5 separate regions of the Sus scrofa genome follow, and all the other regions are linked to region 4. Evidence: chromatin contacts called from public HiChIP or PLAC-seq data. All regions are on one chromosome and are shown on one strand. Each heading gives the region's core, a stretch centred on a gene start, on an enhancer-like site or on the middle of the called end of the contact. The rest is flanking DNA. Distances are from core to core; before and after follow the strand shown.

What was found. HiChIP or PLAC-seq counts read pairs in DNA pulled down with a chosen protein or histone mark.
Region 1: a contact with region 4 is called in an H3K27ac HiChIP or PLAC-seq map of alveolar macrophages. The contact joins two enhancer-like sites. A contact is called at or near these places in 1 of 47 Hi-C or Micro-C datasets (embryonic fibroblasts) and 1 of 2 datasets of contacts at active chromatin or transcription factors (alveolar macrophages).
Region 2: a contact with region 4 is called in an H3K27ac HiChIP or PLAC-seq map of alveolar macrophages. The contact joins two enhancer-like sites. A contact is called at or near these places in 2 of 47 Hi-C or Micro-C datasets (embryonic fibroblasts and skeletal muscle) and 2 of 2 datasets of contacts at active chromatin or transcription factors (alveolar macrophages and skeletal muscle).
Region 3: an H3K27ac HiChIP or PLAC-seq map of alveolar macrophages shows a contact between it and region 4. The contact joins the promoter of SH2B2 here to the enhancer-like site in region 4. A contact is called at or near these places in 1 of 5 promoter capture datasets (liver), 17 of 47 Hi-C or Micro-C datasets (alveolar macrophages, blood, brain and 8 more) and 1 of 2 datasets of contacts at active chromatin or transcription factors (alveolar macrophages).
Region 5: a contact with region 4 is called in an H3K27ac HiChIP or PLAC-seq map of alveolar macrophages. The contact joins two enhancer-like sites. A contact is called at or near these places in 3 of 47 Hi-C or Micro-C datasets (embryonic fibroblasts, heart right ventricle and skeletal muscle) and 2 of 2 datasets of contacts at active chromatin or transcription factors (alveolar macrophages and skeletal muscle).

The regions. Positions count from the first base shown.
Region 1 is chr3:9,610,224-9,614,322 of Sscrofa11.1, reverse strand. All of the region lies in intron 14 of CUX1 (protein CASP), which reads right to left. Among named protein-coding and RNA genes, the nearest start is that of SH2B2, 59 kb to the left of the region's middle. Within about 2 kb of position 2,137, at least 10 of the 83 cell types and tissues checked have an H3K27ac peak or open chromatin away from gene starts, as enhancers often do. A contact at or near this core is called in alveolar macrophages, where this site is marked.
Region 2 is chr3:9,637,091-9,641,104 of Sscrofa11.1, reverse strand. The region is part of intron 14 of CUX1 (protein CASP); the gene reads right to left. Among named protein-coding and RNA genes, the nearest start is that of SH2B2, 32 kb to the left of the region's middle. Within about 2 kb of position 2,179, at least 7 of the 83 cell types and tissues checked have an H3K27ac peak or open chromatin away from gene starts, as enhancers often do. A contact at or near this core is called in alveolar macrophages, where this site is marked.
Region 3 is chr3:9,668,104-9,672,417 of Sscrofa11.1, reverse strand. SH2B2 (SH2B adapter protein 2) reads right to left here and starts at 1,580. Exons shown (of 9, transcript XM_021086271.1): 1 at 1,411-1,580. The coding sequence starts at 1,453. It overlaps CUX1 (protein CASP), which reads right to left. Exons shown (of 23, transcript XM_021086269.1): 22 at 3,533-3,597; 23 at 2,419-3,321. The coding sequence ends at 3,252.
Region 4 is chr3:9,233,764-9,237,804 of Sscrofa11.1, reverse strand. No RefSeq gene overlaps it. Among named protein-coding and RNA genes, the nearest start is that of MYL10, 37 kb to the right of the region's middle. Within about 2 kb of position 1,539, at least 3 of the 83 cell types and tissues checked have an H3K27ac peak or open chromatin away from gene starts, as enhancers often do. A contact at or near this core is called in alveolar macrophages, where this site is marked.
Region 5 is chr3:9,558,189-9,562,183 of Sscrofa11.1, reverse strand. The region is part of intron 8 of CUX1 (protein CASP); the gene reads right to left. It overlaps LOC110259890 (a long non-coding RNA gene), which reads left to right. Exons shown (of 2, transcript XR_002342308.1): 2 at 1-3,966. Among named protein-coding and RNA genes, the nearest start is that of SH2B2, 110 kb to the left of the region's middle. Within about 2 kb of position 2,468, at least 16 of the 83 cell types and tissues checked have an H3K27ac peak or open chromatin away from gene starts, as enhancers often do. A contact at or near this core is called in alveolar macrophages, where this site is marked.

The DNA of each region.
Region 1 (4,099 bases), core at 888-3,387, 380 kb before region 4:
AGGGAGGCTGTTGCTGGCTCACGTGGCCGGTCCCTACCAGGAATCCCACAAATGCTCGGAATGGCTGGGAGAGCTGGAAAAGCATGAAGGCATGTAGGGGGATACAGGGAGGTGACGCCAACAAGTCACCCCTCAAGGGAGCGTGCGAGAAGCACACCCTCCTCTGCCAGCGTGCAGCCCAGTGGGGGCTGTCTGTGAAGCCCCAGCCGCCTCTCTGCACCCTGGAAGCCTCTCCTCTCAGGAAAGAGCCGCCCCCCGCAGGAAGGAGGCTTTGGGGGTGAGACAGGGCAGGCCGAGCATCCTGGGCCCGGTGCTGCCACGCACGCAGGGCACCCCAAAGGAACAAGGAGCCCCCTTCTGTCCTGCTGTCCATTATTTTTCTTATTGTATCCGCCTCAAGGCAGCAATAGTGTAACCTACATAAAGGACAAAATTCTTCTGTAATCCACTTTGCCTCTAGTATTTCAAAAGAATAAAAGGCTTTTAAAAAAATAAATTAGGGACTTTTGCTTTATAAAAAAAAAAAAATGGAGTTTCCACTGTGGCTCAGCAAGTTAAGAACCCAATGCGTATCCATGAAGAGGAGGGTTCGGTCCCTGGCCTCGCTCAGTGAGTTAAGGATCCGGCACTGTCATGAGCTATGGTGTAGGTCCCAGATGTGGCTCAGACCTGGTGTTGCTGTGGCTGCGGCACAGGTTGGCAGCTACATCTCTGATTGGACCCCTTGCCTGGGAACCTCCATATGCCGCGGGTGCGGCCTATCAAATAAAAAATAGTAGTAATAAAAAAAAAAAGACCTCTGAACTAGGGGCTTCTAATATTTTCACTATTTCCCAAAGCTTCCACACACATACCATGTCCTCACCCATCAATGAACCTCTGCCCACACAGAGCTTTCCCCCGGGAATGTCCTTCTCCCCGACCCCTTTGCCCTTCAAGGCCCAGCTTCCCCCTTGGGGCGCCCTCAGCACTACGCCCCACCCCACCCCCCGCCATGGGCCTGAGCACATACGTACCACGTGACAGACGACAGTAAGGTGGGTTGTGCCTGATCCCAGAAACCTGTCTTTTCTGATCTTAGAACAGAGGATTCCTTTATCTGGATGAAAGTAAAATGCCCTCATGCAGGGTCCACTCAAGAAAGAGAAATGAATGGGCACTTGGTTCCTCTTGCGGCCAACTTCATAGTCAGTGAGTGGGTGCAGGAAGCTCAGCCCCAGGAAAAAAGAGCAGTGGCCCCTGCTTAGGGAGGACACATCCAGAATTCTCTTTTGTTTCTGCTGTTGTCTATGGCCATGTATAAATCAGTTATGTATATATGAATCTTTTCAGCTATTCAAAATAAATGAGGGTAAGAATATATATATATATTTTTTTATGGCTCCACCAGGGGGGATCAAACCTGTGCCACAGCAGCAGCCCAAGACACAGCAGTGACAAGGTCGGATCTTCAACCTGCTAGGCCACCAGGGTACTCCCAAGGATAATTCTTTTTAGAGAGCATCAACAGTTACTTTCCTGATTTATTTCCATGAAAGAGAAGCGGGGGAAAAAGAAAAAAGAAGAAAGAAAGAAAAACAAAACAAAGCAGATCAGACCGAGTCTAGGGCAATGAATGAAGCGTCTTGCCTGCTTGAGACGGCGCCATGGAATCTTCTGGGGGTACAGCTAAGCCCTTTCCTTTTCCTCTTAATGTGTTATCCCACTGCCCCTCCCTGACTTAGTCATTAGAATTGAGGAACTGACTGCTTATTCAAGGAAGCTGCATCAGGGTCCTATTGCTGAGTTCAAAGCGCTGAAACGGTAAACACGTCCTCCGGGTCGGTCCGTGGGTACCAAGCGGAGCCATTACGCAGGTCAAGAAGGAAAGCTGGCCTGTCCCTACTGGGGGCGGGGAGGGGGCTGCGTACGGCCACATACAGCCTGTTACCCTGTGGTCCCCGTGTCAGGGAGGGTCACACGGGACCACCCACGTTAGAGATGGACTAACAGCTGCCGCCTTCTCGAGAGGCAACTGGTGCTCTGCTGTGTGAGAACAGCGACGTGGAGCCATGGAATTCTCCATGGGCGGAGACTTGGAAGCCACAGTTCCTGCCTGACACGCTGGGAAAAAGCTGGGTACTTTATAATTAATCCGAAGAGGCCAGGCCAGCCTCTCCCTTAGTACAGCTGGCAGGGAAGCTTGTTAGCTACTGCAACGAAACACTCCCCCAGCACAAAGTCACAAGGCTGAGTCGGTGGGTGTGGGTGGCGGGTGACTCCTCTCTGCGTTCTCCCTAATGCAATGACTAAGTCGCATCCAGGAAAATTTGTTCCTTCCTCTTTCCTTCTCCCCCTTTGAGAGTCGTCTCCTGTCTCCTTTCCCTTGGGGCAAATAGATTAATCACACCAAGGAGCCATGAATAAGAAATGAGCTTTAAGGAATGAAAAGGAAAAAAAAAAATCCAATCTCAGATCATATCTATGTACCTACCTACCCACAGACACACACCCCTTCATTCCATCTCATGGTTTTCTTCCTTTTAAAAAACCCTGTCGGAATTCCCTGGTGGCTTTGCGGGTAGAGGATCCAGCTATGGCTTGAGTTCAATTCCTGCCCTGGAAGACTCCACGTACCACAGGTGCGGCCAAAAAACCAAAACCAAAACCAAAAACCAACCAACCAACCAAACGACAACAAAATCCCACAACAGCCCTGCTAACCGATAAGCAAACACTGGGGGCCACACTCGAAGAAAACCAGGCTGATGGGGCCCCTCCCTTCTTCTGAGAGCGCGCCCCCTGCGCCTGGCGTGTTGCTACAGTCAGCAGTGTGGGGCCACTAATGGATAAGAGCTGGGATGGGAGACAGACGAAAGGGAGACCCCGAAAACCGAGCCCAAAGCACCCCTGCGCCTCCGCCTTCAGACAGGCCTGCTGCATTAGGGCAAAGGCAGCCCGAGACGCCAGCTCAGAACTGCTGGTGGGAAACCGGACTACAGGGAACAGAGGAGCAGGTAACTGCTCTGAAGTCCTGTCCTTTGCAAACCGTTTTTGCTTTTTCTTTTTCTCTCTCTTCTCTTTCTTTCTTTCTCTTTCTTTCTCTCTCTCTCTCTCTTTCTTTTTTTAAAATCACTCCCCCTCTGTTCTCCTTACTCTTCATCGAGGCATCAATAGCTTCCAAAATCAGCATGGGTCACTTGCTGAAAACAGCACGGATGTCCCCCCATGTCCAAGCCCATTCACCCCAATGCTGGGATCATCAAAGGAGCATTTAGAAACGGTGACATCCTCCGGGAGGAAAAAAAACGAAGACGCACTAGACCCTGCAGCCTCTCTCTCTCCTTTACCGTAAAACCCATGGGCAAGTCTGAGATACCGATCTTAGGGAAAACGGAGATGGCGAGGGCAGCAGAGCTGGGCAGAGAGAGGCCGACAGGAATCCTCAGTGAGGAAAACATTCCCGTGTCAGCAGTTTGCTGTTTAGATGAGCGAGGCCCTCCACTCCCAGGGCACCTCATCGCCATGGTAACTACGGGCAGAGCCAGGCATGGGAGCCGCGCCATCTCTGCTCAGACCTGGGCTGTGGCCGGAGGGCGGGTCTCCCATGGCCCTTCCACCTGGGAGGCGAAACCCATGGCCAGGTCGGTTCGGTAGCCTGAAATCTCAAACGCCGAGGGCTCCCCATCAATGCTCAGCGACAGACCAGCCCAGGGTTAGAATTACCTCCCTGCAGCCATCTGGCTCCACCGTGCTGAGCTGCCCTCGGCAGAGGCCTCCTGGCGCCAAGGACAGAACATCCTTTTGGGTCTGGGGGCCTCTTGGTCACCACGGAGAGAGCAGGGAATCAGAATCCTGGAGAAATTCCAGGCCAGAGGTGTGCGAACCTGCCTTTGGGGGAGCAGTGCTGAACGCTTCCTCAGAGACGCTGATTTTTTAAGCTGCCCAAGAAGATTCTGGAGTCTTCCAGAGTCACTCATCCCAACGACTTAACCGACACTCATCATTATAAGAGAACTCTAATTCTCAAATCTAAATTCCACATACTGAAAGGCACAGCTACTTTAATTTTTAGAAACCCTCTTGAAAGGAAAACACTGGTAGTAAAGAAATTTCAAAC
Region 2 (4,014 bases), core at 930-3,429, 400 kb before region 4:
TTATTATTTTTTTTGCTGAAAAGGGCTGAACCCATGGCATATGGAGGTTTCTGAGCTAGGGGCTCGAATTGGAGCTACAGGTGCCGGCCTACACCACAGCCACAGCAACGTCAGATCCAGGCTGAGTCTATGACCTACACCAGAGCTCATGGCAACGCCAGATCCTTAACCCACTGAGCAAGGTCAGGGATCAAAACTTCAGCTTCATGGATGCTAGTCACATTCGTTTCTGTTGTGCCACAACGGGAACTCCCAGTTTTATTACTTCTTTTTTTTTTTGAGTGGGGCAAAAATCGACCCCAAGCATTACACCCTGTGGGTTCTAGAAATATAGTAAAATATAAAATCAACTTTTGTTTAACTCCTGCAGAAGGAACCTAAGAAACTGCCTTTTTGCTTAGGAATGAAACACATTCCATGAGTGTATAGCGGGTGCCTTGTGTCAAGCTCTGGGGGAGGTACCAGCTGAGCTGGGCTGGACTAAGCATTTCAGGGAAGAGCACTGCTCAGCTGCAGTCTCTGCTCTGCACTTTCCTCGGGGTGACCTTAGGCAAGGGACTTCCGGGTTTTTTGGTTTGGGGTTTTTTTTTTGTCCTTTTGTCTTATTGTCTTTTCTAGGGCTGCGCCCACGGCATAGGGGTTGGATCGGAGCTATGGCTGCCGACCTATGCCACAGCCACAGCAATGCCAGATCTGAGCCGCGTCTTCTACCTACACCACAGCTCATGGCAACACCGGATCCTTAACCCACTGAGCGAGGCCAGGAATCGAACCTGTGACCTCATGGATACTAGTCGAGTTCATTAACCACTGAGCCACGACTGAAACTCCTGGTGCCGCTTCTTATCCCTCTCTGTTGGCTTATAAAATTCTCCTCCAGTGCAGTTCTTCTTTCCAGACCCCGTGCATCTCAGCCTCTTCTGGGATATGCAGCCAGATCTGTGCAGGTGAAACTAAGCTGCCCTGGGCTCTCCCACCTGACTTGCCAGCCTGCTCTCTTGTGGAGCTGTGTTTGACAGAAAGCATTTGCTGAGCATCTGTCTACTCTAGGTCTGGGGCTGAGCTCCTGACTAAGATTTGAGGTTCTACTGCTGTTTCTCCTGCCTCCCTCTTCTCTTTGTTGCTTTTTTGGCTGCCCTGTGGCACACAGAGTTCCCGGGCCAGGGATCAGATTGATCTGAGCCACAGCTGAGGCAACATCAGATCCTTCAACCCACTGTACCAGGCCAGGGATGGAACCCGAGTCCCAGAACTGCAGAGGTGCCACTGATCCTGCTGTGCCACAGTGGGAACTCCTCCCCCTTCCCTCTTTAGAGATGAATTTGCTTAAATGCTCGAGTGAGCCACCTCCACGATGACCAGCCGACCACCATGTGACAGATCACCGCGATAACCAGGACTCCCCACTGCCGGAACCCAAGGAGACCCAGTGGCCCCATGGAAATTCCTGCCTGTTGAATGCCGTGTAGGTGGCTGTCTCAATCACGGCCCATGGGAACATCATTTTCTCTGGGGCCCCACAGGACTGGCGTAGTTGCGTCTGGTTATGCCAGGGTGACAAGCATACATGTAAGGCCAGCGTGGGTGGAGCCCTCATGGTTCCTCAGCTGAAACAAGTGGCAGCAACAGACGATCATAGACAGGGGCTGAGGGAGGAGCTTCATCTCACACTGGGCACTGCCCCATCTGCCAGCTTCCCCTGGAACGTCTGATGGGGCCCAATAAACTCCCAGGTTCTGAACACACTGGAAGTTTTTTTTTGTGTGTGTGTCTTAGGGCCACTCTCGAGACATAAGGACCTTCCCAGGCTAGGGGTCAAATTGGAGCTACGGCTGCTGGCTTATGCCATAGCCACAGCCATACCAGATTCAAGCCGCGTCTGCGACCTATTCCACAGCTCACGGCAACGCCAGATCCTTAACCCGCTGATCCAGACCAGGGATCGAACCCTCAACCTTACGGTCCCTAGTCGGATTCGTTTCCGCTGTGTGGAAAATTCTTAAATATTAGACGGGGTGCAAAAGAAAACGTTCCTTGCTGATGAAGGTGACGTTAGCTGATCTGGCTTCATGGGAGAGCCAGAGACCTGCTGCCTGAGCCTCAGCCCCAGGCAGCTTTATCCCTCATGGCAGCACTGGCCCGAGGCCGGCCTCCCCACGCGTGGGCGGGCTCCCGAGAAGACAAAGGAAGTACATGAGCTGAGCACAACCAGCTTATTCATCCTGAATCAGCCCATCGGATAAGAACAGAGGCAACGCGAGGCCAGCAGTTACAATGATGGAGCTCCTTCTACACAGAAGGAGGCTTCAAGAGCAGGATCGAGTGTGGCCAGGGGGAGTGGAGGGGAGTTTGGGCAGAGGTCCGCCAGAGCCGCTCCTTTGCCAGGTGCTCTGCAATCTTGATGGCACTTTCTAGACACAGAGGTGATTTGAATGTGCGCTTTCAAGTCTTCTGCAAGTCGTGGCCATTTTAATGCAAGGATCGTAACTCTGGGCGGGGGCGCAGGACGCTGCAGATTGCTGCGTGTCTGGGTGTAGGTGCAGCCAGTTACACAAAACATCTCCAAAGCCATTTTCCCTGGCCCTGCTGGGGCCACTCGTGTTTCCAGATCCCCCTTCGGCCCTCAGGCGAGCAGCAATTCATTCATTTTCCACAATTCAAGCCAAAGATTTTACCCCAGTCCTTTGTTCTATGAGAGCACCAGGCCCTTCCCTGCTTATGGTAAGTTATTTAACCCCTCTGGGCTTTATGTTTTTCATCTGTAAAATGCAGGTAAAACTGCCTCTCTTAGATGGTTGTGGGGGTCCGGTTAAAACACGGAGCTGTACAGAGTTCCCATTGTGGGGCAGCGGAAACCAATCTGACTAGGAACCATGAGGTGGCGGGTTCGATCCCCAGCCTCGCTCAGTGGGTTAAGGATCCGGTGTTGCCGTGAGCTGAGGTGTAGGTGGCAGATGCGGCTTGGATCCTGCGTTGCTGAGGCTGTGGCGTAGGCTGGGGGCTACAGCTCCGATTCGACCCCTCGCCTGGGAGCCTCCATATGCCGCAGGTGCGGGCCTAGAAAAGGCAAAATAAACAAATAAATAAACAAACAAACCACGGAGCTGTAGAGTCCAAGGTGATGCTCAGCAACGCTTCATTAACTCACACCTTTCCCCAAAGAAAGGGGCCTGCACTACTTTAAGTATGAGACTAATCGGACTACTTGGAAAACAATACTGTAAAAGATCCTGAAAAGCACCCAAAAAAAAAAAAAAGAAAAAAAAAAAAAAAGAAATCACGCCGACATCCATGGTCACCAGCTATGGAACCACGATGGCATCGTGGAGAGGCGCTTTTCTGTGTGCTCACAGCAGATGTGCGCCAACTCTAACTGCGTGACTCTGCACGTCTACATCCGATAACATGTAAAAAGCCAACTACCTGACCCACCGCCACGTCCTCCGTCCCCAGCATGCCCAGGCCAAGTGCCTGGCCGGTCGCCCTGTAAGCGGTGGGCAGCCAGGCTCTACAGGGCGCGTCGGCCTTTCCCCTGGGCTGCGGGCACGCGCCCCGGGAGCTGGGATTTTGCTGCGCTGAGCGCAGAGCCGTACCTGTAATTGTGGAACCAGTTGATGACGGTGCTGGTTTTCAAGTTGAGCTGGGTGGCGAGTTCTTCGATGGTTTTTGGTGACGGGTATGGCTTTTGCTGATAGGCTCGTTTCAGAGCTTCTTTCTCTTCAGGGGCCAGCACGACTCGGGGTTTCTTCAGCTGGTGCTGGGGCTGGGGGCTGGCGCCCTGGCTGTAGTCGATGCCAGCGGAGGGGGGCTCGCAGGGCTGGCTGTCGCTGACCGAGCTGTGCCGCCGCTTCATGTAGGCTGGGGGAGGGAGAGAGGTCAGACTGAGATGCAGGCCCCGAGGGAGAGCTGCCCAGGCCCCCAGCCCCCCTGCCACGCGGTACACTCCCCTCGTGCTCTGTGCCATCTGTGTAGACTGTGGCTGTCCCGCCCTGCTCTTCCAAGAGCAACTCCAGA
Region 3 (4,314 bases), core at 331-2,830, 430 kb before region 4:
TGGCCCCGGGAGCGCGGCGGGAGTGGGCCGGGTGGGTGGTCTGAATAGTGGAGAGGATGGGGCGTGGGCGCCGCTTGGGACTGGCGCCCGGGCCGGGGGGGCCTGGACCCTCCGGCGTGGGGACAATGGAAGTCTCGAGAAAGCCCAGATGTCGCAACAACGGGGGAAATCGATGTCTGGTTCTCATAAATCGCGAGGGCGAGCACCACGCCCCCTCCCGCCGGCTTTCCAGGGCCGGAAATCGAAGCCCGACTACAGGGCAGGGAAGACCTGTGCGCGGTTCCCACCTCCCTACCTACACAGAGATGGGTACACTGACGCCGCCCCCCCAGGAGGAGGTCTCTTCAGAGGTCACCTGGGGCTGATGAGCGGACACAGCCCTATCTTCCTCATCCCTGCTCGGTTCTGCAGCCTTCAAACTCGCGGCATAGACTAGGACAGATCCCAGTCTGGCTAAAAAAACAAAATCCCAGTCTGGCTAAAAAAACAAAGACTGCTACTGGCCTTTGCAGGTGCTTGTGGACTGACCCCTGGCGGGCTGAGAGCCTCCAGGAGGCTTCTCAGAAGAGAAGGAGGGGCTCCAGCAGGCCTGGAAGGTGCCCAAGAGGAGCAGAAGGGTATCGGTGTGAGCGGAAGTGTGGAAGGGCCGCTCAGAGGTCAGACCTATTGCTTGCTCCTGGAGAGAGGAAGAGGGTGCCAGGCTCCCGCCCCCCTCTCGGTTCCTGGCCCCAACCCACGTCCTGGGATCACACCAGCAGTTAGATCAGCTCCTCGCTAAACTCTCTGCCGCGAGAGGTTGTTCTGTGATCTGTTGTGGTCTCCTGGCCAGCCGGGAGTGTCTCCATCTCTTGCCCCCACCCCACCCCCGTCATGACCTCTGACCTTTGTAGAGAGCCCTTTAACCTTTCCCCAAGCCAGTTCACATCTCTGACTTCCCAGGAAGCAGGACAGGCAAAGAATGGTTTTTATCCCAGTCTTGAGGATGGAAAGGGTAGGGCCTAGAGGGGCGTGCTGGGAGGTGAAGGTGGAGATTGGCCAGGAATCCGCACCTCCTGCCGGCCAGCCCTGGCCTCCCTCCACCGGGGCGCTGAAGCCAGGCACGCCTGGTCTGAGGCCCTGGTTCCTTAGCCCCTTCCCTTCTACACACAGACCGCCCTCTCGGCAGGACCTGGCCAGCAAACATTTACGGAGGCTTAGGTGCAAACCAGCCATGGATTGGAACTGCACAGAAGCCTGGGCATCTGGCTGGGAACCAGACCCATAAATGGGGCTGAGGGGTGTGGGAGTGTGGGAGTGGCTTGGGAGGGTGATCCCTGCACAGTGGGAGAGAGGGAGGGTCCACGCTGGGTGGCCTGGCTGCGGACCCCACCCTCTTGGGGGGATGGAGACTGGAACCCCCAGGGGACTAACCTGCTTCCAAGTAGTAGGCTGAGCTCCAGTGGTGGGTGGTCATTGGCCAGGGAGGGTCGTGGGGTGTGGAGTCCAGGGCAAGACAATGGCCCTGATGTCCAGGGAGGAGGAAGCGAGGAGGACTCTGACCTTCAAGGAGGAACTGGTGGGAGAAGTGGAAGTGGCTGGGGTGGGCGGGGAAGGAGGGGAGCTGTGATTAGCCAAGAATAGCTCTGTCATGGCAACGGGAATGAGGGTGAGAGATGAGGGGCCCATCTGGGGTCCCCAAGGGCAGGCCCTGGGGCCTTAGAGGAAGTTCTGATGGGGTAGATGACAGGGGTGCTGGGGGTGGGGCCCCAAAGGGGGGTGCGGCCCTGGAGGCACAAACTCTAGAGTATTTAGGGCTAAAACTCAGACATGGATACCACAGGGGACTCGGGCCTGGTGGACTGCTGGGTGGTTGCTGAGTGCGCCTGGCCAGTGGGAGAACGCCAACCACCACGGACCAAGAGGAAGCCCTAAGTCTGGGTGGGAGGGGACCCATATCAGTGGGGTTGGGCTGGAGGCCAGGCGGCCCAGAACCTGTGGCTCAGGGGTGTCCCCTTGCAAGGCTGTCACTCAGGGGACTTGATGGGCATGGGCCCCCACAATGCCTGGCCGGCAGGGCCCCGGGGGAAGGGAGCATGTGCGTGGCTCCAGGGCACGCAGAAAAGGAACGCAGGGATTCCCCAGGAGCTGCTGTCACACATGCAATCGCAGCATGAAAAAGGAAGGGAATTCTCTTTGCGATTGCGTTGTTTGCTCACGAGAACTCAGACGCTGCGGGTTTGGCTTCCGCAAAGCCCTGGACGACTCAGGGAATTCGTGGTGACGGGAAGTGGGGCAGAGGCCTCCCACGTGTGGGGACCCGTGCTCCACATCAGCAGAGCAGCTGTGAGGTCGGTCCAGCCAGCAGCTCCTGGAGGTGTTGCTGCAGGAACCCGCCCACCTGCTTCCTGTACCCCCGGGGTCACAGAGCTGCGGCACCAGTGTGGCTGCAACAATGTGTTTATTCAAAATGTGCAAAGCTGAAGCAAGTGCAAATCTAATTTAGGAAGATCTGCCAGTGGCCTCAGGGTGGCCATGCTAGGGTGGCCCACAGCCAGCTCTGCTTGGCTGAGAAGCACCTGGGCCCCTCAAACCGGTCCTTGGGTTTGAAGAGCCTGGGGTGTAGCGACTCACTGGAGATTCCTCCTCACTTAAAAGCCAGAATAACTTGCTAATAAGAAAGCAAACATTAGAGTGGCTCCAAGGGCTGGGAGGGGGCAACAGAGACTATCCTGCCCTCTGGGGCTCCTTCACTTCTTGGGGTGGGGTGGGGTGGAGTTGGGGTGAAGGCTGGACTCAAAGCCTGCTGGCCTGCAAGGAAGGGCTTCCACATCTTGGGGAGAGGGTGATGGATCCTAGGGGAGCCCAAGGGGATCCCAGAGCCTGGCACAGAGAGGCCTGCGGACGCCAACCGGATTAACTACTGCCAGAATCAGGGGGAACTCAGTGTCACAGCTGGGATGTCTCTGCCACCAGGACTCGTGGTCAGGCTGCAGGTGGGACTGGGGCTGGGTCACCAGCCTGAGATGGGCCTGAAGGGGTCCCTTTGGCTCAGCCTGGCTTGGCCTTGGGAGTTTTCTGGACCTAGGGGGCCTGATGTGGCTGAGACCATCTTTTAAGGGGGCCCCAGGGGACCTGGGGCACTGTTGGGTGGAGGGCAAAGGCAGTCTACGTGGGGAATTCAACAGGGAAGGGAAGCCTATGTCATTAGAAGCAGCTGAACAAGCAGGGGAGGGGAACGCAGCCATTACCATCCTGGGGGAAGCCCCAGGACGTCACTGCCACAAGTCACCGGCTGCTGCCCCGTGGTCATTCTCGTGGAACTTGTGCAGGTGATCGGCAAACCTGTGGGCCACAGAGACCTTTGCTGAGGCCAAGTGTGAGAAGGAGAGGAATGTGGGGGGTGGCGGAGGGCACAGGGATCTCCCGGGGCTAGGCTGGTATGAAGGTCGTGGGTGGACCAGATGGGGGTAGGAACGGGGGGCGGGGGACCTAAGAATGCGCTGGTGCTGGGGGCTGAGGGTGGGGCTGTGGCGGGGCTCGGCCGGGAACTCACTTCTTGGCACAGAAGGTGGCACAATCCCGCTCCACGCTCTCGCTCCATGCCAGCTTGTAGAGCACCTGCCCAGAGAGAGACATGATGAGCTGCTTGTCCTGCTTCATGGCCACTCCTGTGTTCCAGCTATGGCCCCTGGGCTTGGCTTCCTGACTTCTGAAGGTTCTCGTGGCCCGGGCCCCAGGATGGGTAGGCCTTAACGTTGCTCTCGTGCCCGCCCGTTTCACAGATGGTCAGATGGTCCTGGGCCTACTGCTGGCAGGGCCAGGACCTCCTGCCCTGGGCTGAGTTGGAGCCCAGGCTAGCCATATTGGGGCCATCTTGACTGTGGCCTTGCTGGGGGTGGGTGTCTATGAGGCTGGAACCTTCCATAGGCACGCGCTCCCCTGCCTCTGCCCCCACGTGGTGGACACGCAGCCATCACTAGGCCCGCGTGTGTGCTGTGCCCACCCCCTGGACGGTCCCTCTGCACCCGAGGAGATTCAGCTCGAGGTGTCCCTTCTCTGTGCAGCCCACCTGGCTGTCTCTTAGTAGAGTTAGTTAGACTTGTTTTCCCACCCGTCAGCCTCCCGCAGTGGCCCTTCCCTCCCCCAAGGCCCTCCTCTCCCCCAAACCCCTCTAGGACTCGGCCCTGGAAAGGGTCAGCCAGGCCCCTTCCATGGAGCACCCAGGCTGCTGCCCCAGCCGGAGGGCCTGATGAGGGGGGGTTGTGGTCCCCCGGAATGAGGATGGGGGCGGTGAGGCCCCTGACGGGGAGAGAAGTGGCCAAGAGTGGGCGCTCT
Region 4 (4,041 bases), core at 290-2,789:
GGAGGGAAGCATCAGGCCTCAGTGGAAACCAAAGACATGAAAGCTGGAAGATGCCAAGGAGGTCCCGGGAGAGGGGCAGCTGGCAGCATGCACGTCAGCTGGAGCCATTCTCTTCTCATCTGTTTTACAGCCCGGGGTTCTGCCTACGATTTCTCGTGTAAAGCACGTTTGATGGCTGAAACAGAATGAAAAGCCACTGATCTTGTCCAGGGGAGTAGGTACTGGCTTTCTCCCTGCAGGCCTCCCTGCCAGCCACTTGCTTGAGGTGTGGGCCGGACCAGCCAGCACACATGGATCACGTGGCCACGAGTGGGGGCGAGTCAGATGGGTGGGAGGCAGCTACCGTGGCTGTGGACCTGGGGGCAGTCAGATCCCGCGATGGGGCAGCAAGGCCACTGTGGCACAGAAAGTGCGTGGACTCGTCAGGGCTTGGCCACAGCTGTCACTTAGCAAACACTGCTAAATGGAAAAGAGCAAAGCTGGCCGCGCTTAAATGCATGCCTTAAAAGTGTTGGAAGAGTTCCCTGGTGGTGCCGTGGGTTAAGGATCTGGCATTGGCACTGCCGCAGCTCCAGTCCCTGCTGCGGCGCAGGTTGGATCCTTGGCCGGGCACTTCTGCATTTTCCTTGAGCAGGTTGAGCATCTCTGTCATGACCCTGCTTAGAGCTTAGAAAAGCCTTTTTTTTTTTTCTTTAAGTGTTCAAAGGCCAGCTTTCGCTGAACCCATGTCCAAATTAGGCCAACTCCATGCTGGGGGCTGCCTGAGTTCAGGAGAGCCCTGCCTTCCAACCTCGCGGATTGATCAGCTCTGCAGTTCCTTGGGGCAGAATGAACAGATGCTCCATGGCTTGGGTCTGCTGCTGTGTCTCCCTCCCCTTCCCCTCCACTGTCGAACCTCAGAAACCATGTCCCCCTTGTGTTTGATGGTCCCCCTGAGGCCGGGAGGTGACTCTGTTAAAGTATTTAAAAAGAGGCAGAGGCAGAGATGGAGAGAAAGAAGGAAGGAGAGGAAGAAGGAGTAAGTGGTGTCTGCCGCTTTCTGTGGTGTAAATTCTCCCGCCGTGGCCGGGGGCACCCGATCCCTCTCCAGGGGTGGGTAAGTAGCCTCCACATGTCACTACTCAGAGCCTACCCGCCCCGGCCTGTCATTCTATTGATGACACTCCAAGCAGAGCCCAGGACATGTAAATTGGGGCTGCTGCTCTGGAGAATAGTACGAAGGTTCCTCAAAAACCTAAAGACAGAGTTGCCGTATGATCCAGCAATCCTGCTCCGGCTTCGATGTTGGTTCTGGGATCCCTGGGGACCACCGGGGCTGGCTTGGCCTGAACCAGCCCAGCCTACCCCTCCGTGCTCAGGGCATTAGCCCTGTGACTGGACGGCAGGGCTTTTTTGGTTATACAAGGTGGGGGATGATGTGTTCGGGGGTGACAGAGGCTTGGGGCTCAGTGCAGGCATCCCCCCAGAGCCACCCTCTCCCCGCCGTGTTCTGCCTCACCCCGCCTCTTCAGTGACGATGCATGTTGTAATTTCATCCTTTCGGTCTTCCTCTTTTTTTTAAAGCTGCGTGGTACATGGAGGTTCCCAGGCCAGAGATCAAACCGGAGCTGCAGCTGCTGGCCTACGCTAGAGCCATAACAACACCAGATCTGAGCCTCATCTGAGACCTACATCAAAGCTTGGGGCAACACAGGATCCTTAACCCACTGAGTGAGGCCAGGGATCAAACCCGCTTAATCACAGAGACTAGTTGGGTATTTAACTGGCTGAGCCACAACGGAAACACCTGGTCTTCCTTTTTTTGTTTTCCTTTTAGGGCTGCACCCCGGGCATATGGAGGTTCCCAGGCTAGGGGTCAAATTGGAGCTGCAGCTGCCAGCCTCCACCACAGCCACAGCCACGTGGGATCCAAGCCATGTCTTCAACCTACCCCACAGCTCATGGCAATGCTGGATCCTTAACCCACTGAGTGGGGCCAGGGATCGAATCCAAATCCTCATGGATATTGTTTGGGTTCATTCGTTATCTCTGAGCCACAACAGGAACTCCCCTGGTCTTCCTTTTTTTAAAAAAAAAAGAAAATTAATATTTTGCTTTGGTTGTGTCTAGTCTCTGCTCTGGTTTGCTGCTTGACTGTGTTGGTCCCTGGGCCCCTCTGAGCCACAGTCTCATCCCCTACCCAGTCTTAGTCACCTTGCGCCCGTGTAACAAAGTGGACCATAGACGACGGGGCTTAAATAACAGAGTTTTTTTCCTCACGGTTCTGGAGGTTGGGGTCTGAAGGCCTCCTCTATGTCTCTGGAAGCTGAAGGGGGGCAGGGATTGGGCTGATTTTGCCAAAGAGGGACCACGCTCTTCCTTGGGATGTGGGCAGCTGTTTATCAGATGCTTCTGAGCTGCAGCCTGAGCCACGGTGAGGCGCGAGGACCCCGGCATCAAGAGGGCAAAGGAGACATAAAGTTTAATCCCTAAGCCACTGTCCCTTGCGGAGCACCAAGTCCGTGCCATGCCCGATGCCAGGAGTCCTCCGTGCCCACCTCATTTTTACTCCGTGAGCTGGGATCGATCCCACTTTCTAGGTAAAAAACTCAGAGAGAAGAAAGGACCTGCGGGGGGTGGGGGCTGGCCGCCACCCCGACTCGCAGCTTCTTGTCCCTCACCTATTTATCCGCCTCGGCACCACCGCCTAGAAGCAGGTGCCTTAGAGAAGCCGGCCAGGCCCCTGGAACCAAGTGAGCAGCCCAGGAGTCAAGTGCCGAGGTAGTAGAGAAAGCCTGGAGCCCGGAGCCTGGAGGAGAGCTTGGGCCGGGGTCAGGGGCATGAGCACCCGAGGCAGGGGGATCTGGTGGTTGAGCCGCCTGGGAGAGGTTGACCGGGCACCAGGCTCTGAGGTCCTCCTTGCGCGGACCGGCCCGTCCAGCCCGATCCTCGTTAGCGTGGCGCCACCTAGCGGCGCCATGGGGAGGCGACTGCGCCCTTCTTTCTTGGCACTCTGGGTGCTGCTTTCCTCTGGCCTCGGAGCCCCCACGAACAGGGTGGAGAGGGAGACCAGGAGGGAGAGGCAGCCCCTGGACCTTGCCCAGCGGAGCAGAAGGCGACACCTGATGCCTAACCATCTGTACGGGCAGAGGCAGGGGCTGGAGGGAGGGAGGTCGGCACACTAAGCTTTGACCCGGACCCTGGTCTCTGTCCTTTGCCCCTTCCTCAGCCCCAGACTCTGGGCAGGAAGAGGAGGCAGGAGAAGGGAGAGGACATTCAGACTGGGTGGTGAGGAAGACAGGTCTGGAGGATTCAGCTTGGGTGGCAGAGGTCCAGGTACAAGCCCGGGGGCTCAGGGTAGGGCTGGGAATACAGAGAGACAGGCAGGCTTTGGGGTGGGGGCCTGAGCCAGAGGATCTGGGGATGGGAAGGTCAAGGACCTGCCAGGGGCTGCCAGAGCCCCGAGGCTGGGGGGGTCTCCCCAATTCCCCTCCAGTAGAACCCCCATCGTGAGACATGGTCCCTTCTCTATCCTGACCCTCTCCTCCTTCCCCTGCACAAGGAACACACATGGTTAAGTCAGATACAGTGGACATCTGTGGGAAGGGGGGGTCCTGCAAAATCCTTGTGATGCCAGGGGGGTACCTGTGTGCTCTCACCCCCAAGCCTAGCGGGACGTTGTTCCGGCTCTGCTCTGAATCTGCCAGGGGTCTTGGGTGAGCCACGGTTTTCTCACCAGCAAAAGACCCTGTGACCCTGGGCAAGCCCTGCCTGTGAAGCCGGAGGTGTCTGCGGTCCGGGGGCCTAGGGTTGAGTGGGGGCCCATTGCTGCTGGAACCTCAGGGCAGGCGGGCTGTGAACACCGGCTTTAGGATGTGGGGGGCGTTAGTGTGGTGGTGGTGTCTGTGTGTGTATGCGTGTGAAAGTGTGTAAAAGCACTTCCGTGTGTCTCTGTGGGTATGTGACTGCACGTCTCTGTGTGTGTGAATATCTGTGTGCGAGTCTGTGTGAATTCGTGTCTGTGTGTAGCATCTGGCCGTGCATTTGAGACAACCTGCCCTC
Region 5 (3,995 bases), core at 1,219-3,718, 320 kb before region 4:
TCCTTTGACCTTGGGCCGAGCGTGGCGCGTGACAGCCTCAAAGAAACTGCCACGAGGATGACGTAACAAAACCGTAGACCACAACGACCGCACGCATTTCGTTCTCACGGCTGTGAATGGAAAGCAGGCTCTTTCCCTTCTGGGCAGAGTTAATTTTCACCCCCGAGGCCCCTAGAAGGTCATCACAACCACCGATGGAGCGGGCGCGGCTCCAGATCTCCGGGCAGAATCGGATCAAGCCTCTAGGTTCCGCTACGAACGGCCAGGAACGAGAGGACAGAGGAACAGGCCCAACTGCATCTGGAGAGGGTGACGGCAAGATCTAAAAGGGGGGGGAAACTCTTCAGGACAAATGAGCTGCTTTCCTTCCAAACAGACTGAAGGGAAAGGAAAAAGAGACAGCGGGGGATCTGCAGAGTGAATGAGACTCAGAGGCAGGCCAACCAACCGCAAGGCGGGGGTCTTATTTGGCCTGATGCACCCCCATTTTAAAACACCTCATCTGGGATGTTTAGGGGTAAATCAACATTTAAGTATTGATTTTTTGATGTGATAATCGAATGGTGGCTGCATGAAAGATGTAGCATCCTGGAGTTCTTGTCGTGGCACAGTAGAAATGCATCCAACTAGGAACCATGAGGTTGCGGGTTCAATCCCTGGCCTCGCTCACTGGGTTAAGGAGCTGGCGTGGCTGTGAGCTGTGGTGTAGGCCGCAGGCGTGGCTCAGATCCTGTGTTGCTGTGGCTGTGGTGTAGGCCGGCGGCCGTAGCTCCAACTGGACCCCTAGCCTGGGAACCTCCACTGCCATGGGTGCAGCCCTGAAAAGCAAAGCAAAAAAAAAAAGAGAGTCCTTAATGTGAGGCTTTACATGCTAAACCATTTAGAGATGAAAAGAAAGGGTTCTAGATGCCTCAGAATAAAATGGGGCTGGGGACGGGGCCAGGCGGGCCAGGCGGGCCAGGCACGGCCTGGCTGGGCTAAAAAATTTTTAAGAAGTATAGGGTGATAAAAAGCACAGACCACCTCAATCGTTTTGTGACCCTCCGTCACCGCTTGTCAACCCTCAAGGCAGCACGCATGACAACCGCCACGCCACGGCTCGCACAGAAAAGCGGTGACAAGGAGGCCCATGCATGGGAGGAGGCTGCAGGGGGCCCCTGGGCAAGAACACAGATTAGGAGCGGGCAGTCTAGCTCTGTCCGTCGGAGACTCAGTTCTCTGCTAATTTTTGTCATGTCAGTTAACCTCTCAGAATCTGTTTACTCACTCAGCAAAGAGGAGGGAAAAAAAGCGCCCGGAAAGAACGTGATTGAAAAATCATACATAAATATTCTTAGATACAGAAGAAGTGGCTTCTGGAGAGGACACCTGAGCCCCACCCTTCATCCCACCACCAAAGCGGCTCTCGGGAGTGTCTCTGCATGGGCCCTGGAGGGAACAGAGGCCGCCTCCCTCTGTTCACTGGGTGCCTGTCCCCCGGGAACTGGCGGAGGTTTCGGGATCTTGGGCAGAGGACACACACGGCCAGCAGGGCTGTGGACCCAGGCTGCTGCATCCGTACTTTCCGATCGCTGAGAAACGTCTTGGGAGGGCTGCCGTGTATAAACATTTGTCAGGCTCCCCTTCACGTCCTTAGGGTGAAACGTGTCAGGAGGCCTTTCCGGCGGCTGGAGCGCTGCTTGTCCACGTACAGCTTTCACTCTTTCAGAACCGCCTCTCAGATGGTTCCTTCTCCCTGTTGACTTAACCTGGAAACGCCCTGCCTACAGCCGGCAGGTGCGTCCGCTTCCGGGCCTGCACCTGCTGTCCTCACCGCTCCCGCAGGCACCAGCGGGAACCGCAGGCGGCGGGAGAAGGCCGCCCTGCTCGGATTCCCGGGCGGGCGAGGAGGGGGGCCCTGAGGCCAGGGGGAGTCGGGGCCACAGGGAGCATCCGACTAGGGTAAGTAAGAATCCTGCTCTGATTCCCGAACGTGAGGAATTCTAATTACCCGCTTCCTGCCCTGAGTACTACTTGGTAGGAACTGTTTAGAAAAGGTTTGGTGGCAGAGAAGCTAGAAACGAAGGATAAAAAAAGCCCTCCAGTTGCGTTCCAGTTATTACTCGCAGCTCCCTTCCCCTCCCTCCGCCAGGCCCAAGGCCCAGACAACTTCCTGGGCCCAAGAAGAGGCTCGGGGCTGTTCTCCTCTGATCACACCCACACCCTGGGGCCTCCCTGGCTACACAGCTCCTGCTGGTCCTACAAGCTGCTGCCAGAACTCCCCCCCACCGCCCCTGCACCTGGTCCTTCCGCAGTCACTGCAATGCTTGGCTCACCTGTGGCTTCAGGGGCCCTCCCAGCATCTGTCCACAGCCCCCACCTTGCAACTGCCCTGCACTTCAGGCAGCTGGGGCTTGTTTCCTTTACCCGCAGGGCTGGGAAGTGAAACTAGAGACCCAGGCTGCCAAAGGCGGCAGCGCATTCCGAGGAAAGCCAGCATCCTTCCTCTTCCTCTCACTGGCACCGAGAGTCTGCATTTCGGCAGCCTAAGTGCCTTTTTTAGGGCAACGTGCAAATGAATAATTCAGTGGTTCCTCCTCTACTGGTGAAGTGTTAGACAAACAATTCAGACGGGGCCAGACTTGCTGGCCCCACGAAGACGGTCCCTTCCCTTCGTCCTGACATCATCGGATTTGGCCATGAATCTTTAAGAACACCCTCCATCCTGTCTGATCACTAAAATACCACAAAGGAAGTTCACAATACTTAGAGGTAGGGAAAAAATAGAAAGGTTAATTGCCACAGAAAGTTTTCCCTCGTTGCCAAGCAAACAGTCCATCGGGGCGTCACCGTTAATAAGGAACTCTGAAAATCCTAGGCAGGGAATGCCGCCGTCACATCAGGTTACTGAGCCGCTCACTGAGCTTTTAAATCCCAATCCAAGCCTTACGAAAGTACCTTCCCCACGAGGCTCTGCTCGAACTCCCAGGTTTCACTCTAAGAGGCTCATTGATTCTGTGTCTTGTAGTAAAACCGCCTGGAATACTTTGGGGAGGGAGGTGTGATGCAAATTTGAAGTTAAACAAACCGCCTTCCTGGTTTCATTAGAGACTTCATTTTGGAAGGGATTCTTAGTGGACCAGCCAAACCTTCTTCATACGTTCATGGTTGGTTGGGAAACTTCAGCTGATGGAACCCCGGGGGCCCTCTGTCAGGAAGACACATTCGGCAAATAACTGCCTTACAGCTCGGCTACGCTTGTGACCCCTGATGGACAGCGTGGCTGTGATTCTGGACGGGAAATTGGATCCAGTCACTTTCCTAATGACGGGGTAAGGGGTTTAACCCTTACGGGAGGGCCCGGGAGATGCAGGCAGTAAATTTCTGAGTTTAGGAAAAATTAAACAATTTGACGATAAGGACAGATTTGTCTTTGTTTGTACCTTGGGATCTATCCAGTAAGCCTCGAGTGTGTGAAAAATATTTACCGTATGTATGCCAGGGAATAAAGGTTTCTTCTCACTCACTGATAATCTTGCTAAATGGCAGCTGCTTTGTGAAGGAAGGCAGAGGTGGTCCTTGGAAAACCCAAATAACGTTAAGGGGTTCACCAGGAGGAACGTACAGGTTAGCGTATTTCAGAAAGGATGGGTTTCGCGGCAGAGGTGGATGTCGGGAGGCATAACTGTGTCACATGTCGCTGCTGTGCTTGACATGCAACAGAACAGCGGCAGAGCAGGGTGAGAGAATCGAAAATAAGCACATGGCTCTTCAAAGTTTCAGGAGGGCTCCATGGTTTTGCACCTGACACTGAATTTCAGAAGTAAGACGGGACCTGGAGCAGGGCTGGCCTGGAAGGCTAAGGACATTCAGAGAGTCAGTTAAGCTTTGTGGTTCATCTTCCTTAAATAGATTAGAAAGCTTATGACAGGGATATTCTAAATTATAAAAAAAAAAAAAAAAAGAGTATCAACCGTAAAGAAAAATGTGAGTTAAGAGTTACATTGGTAAATGTA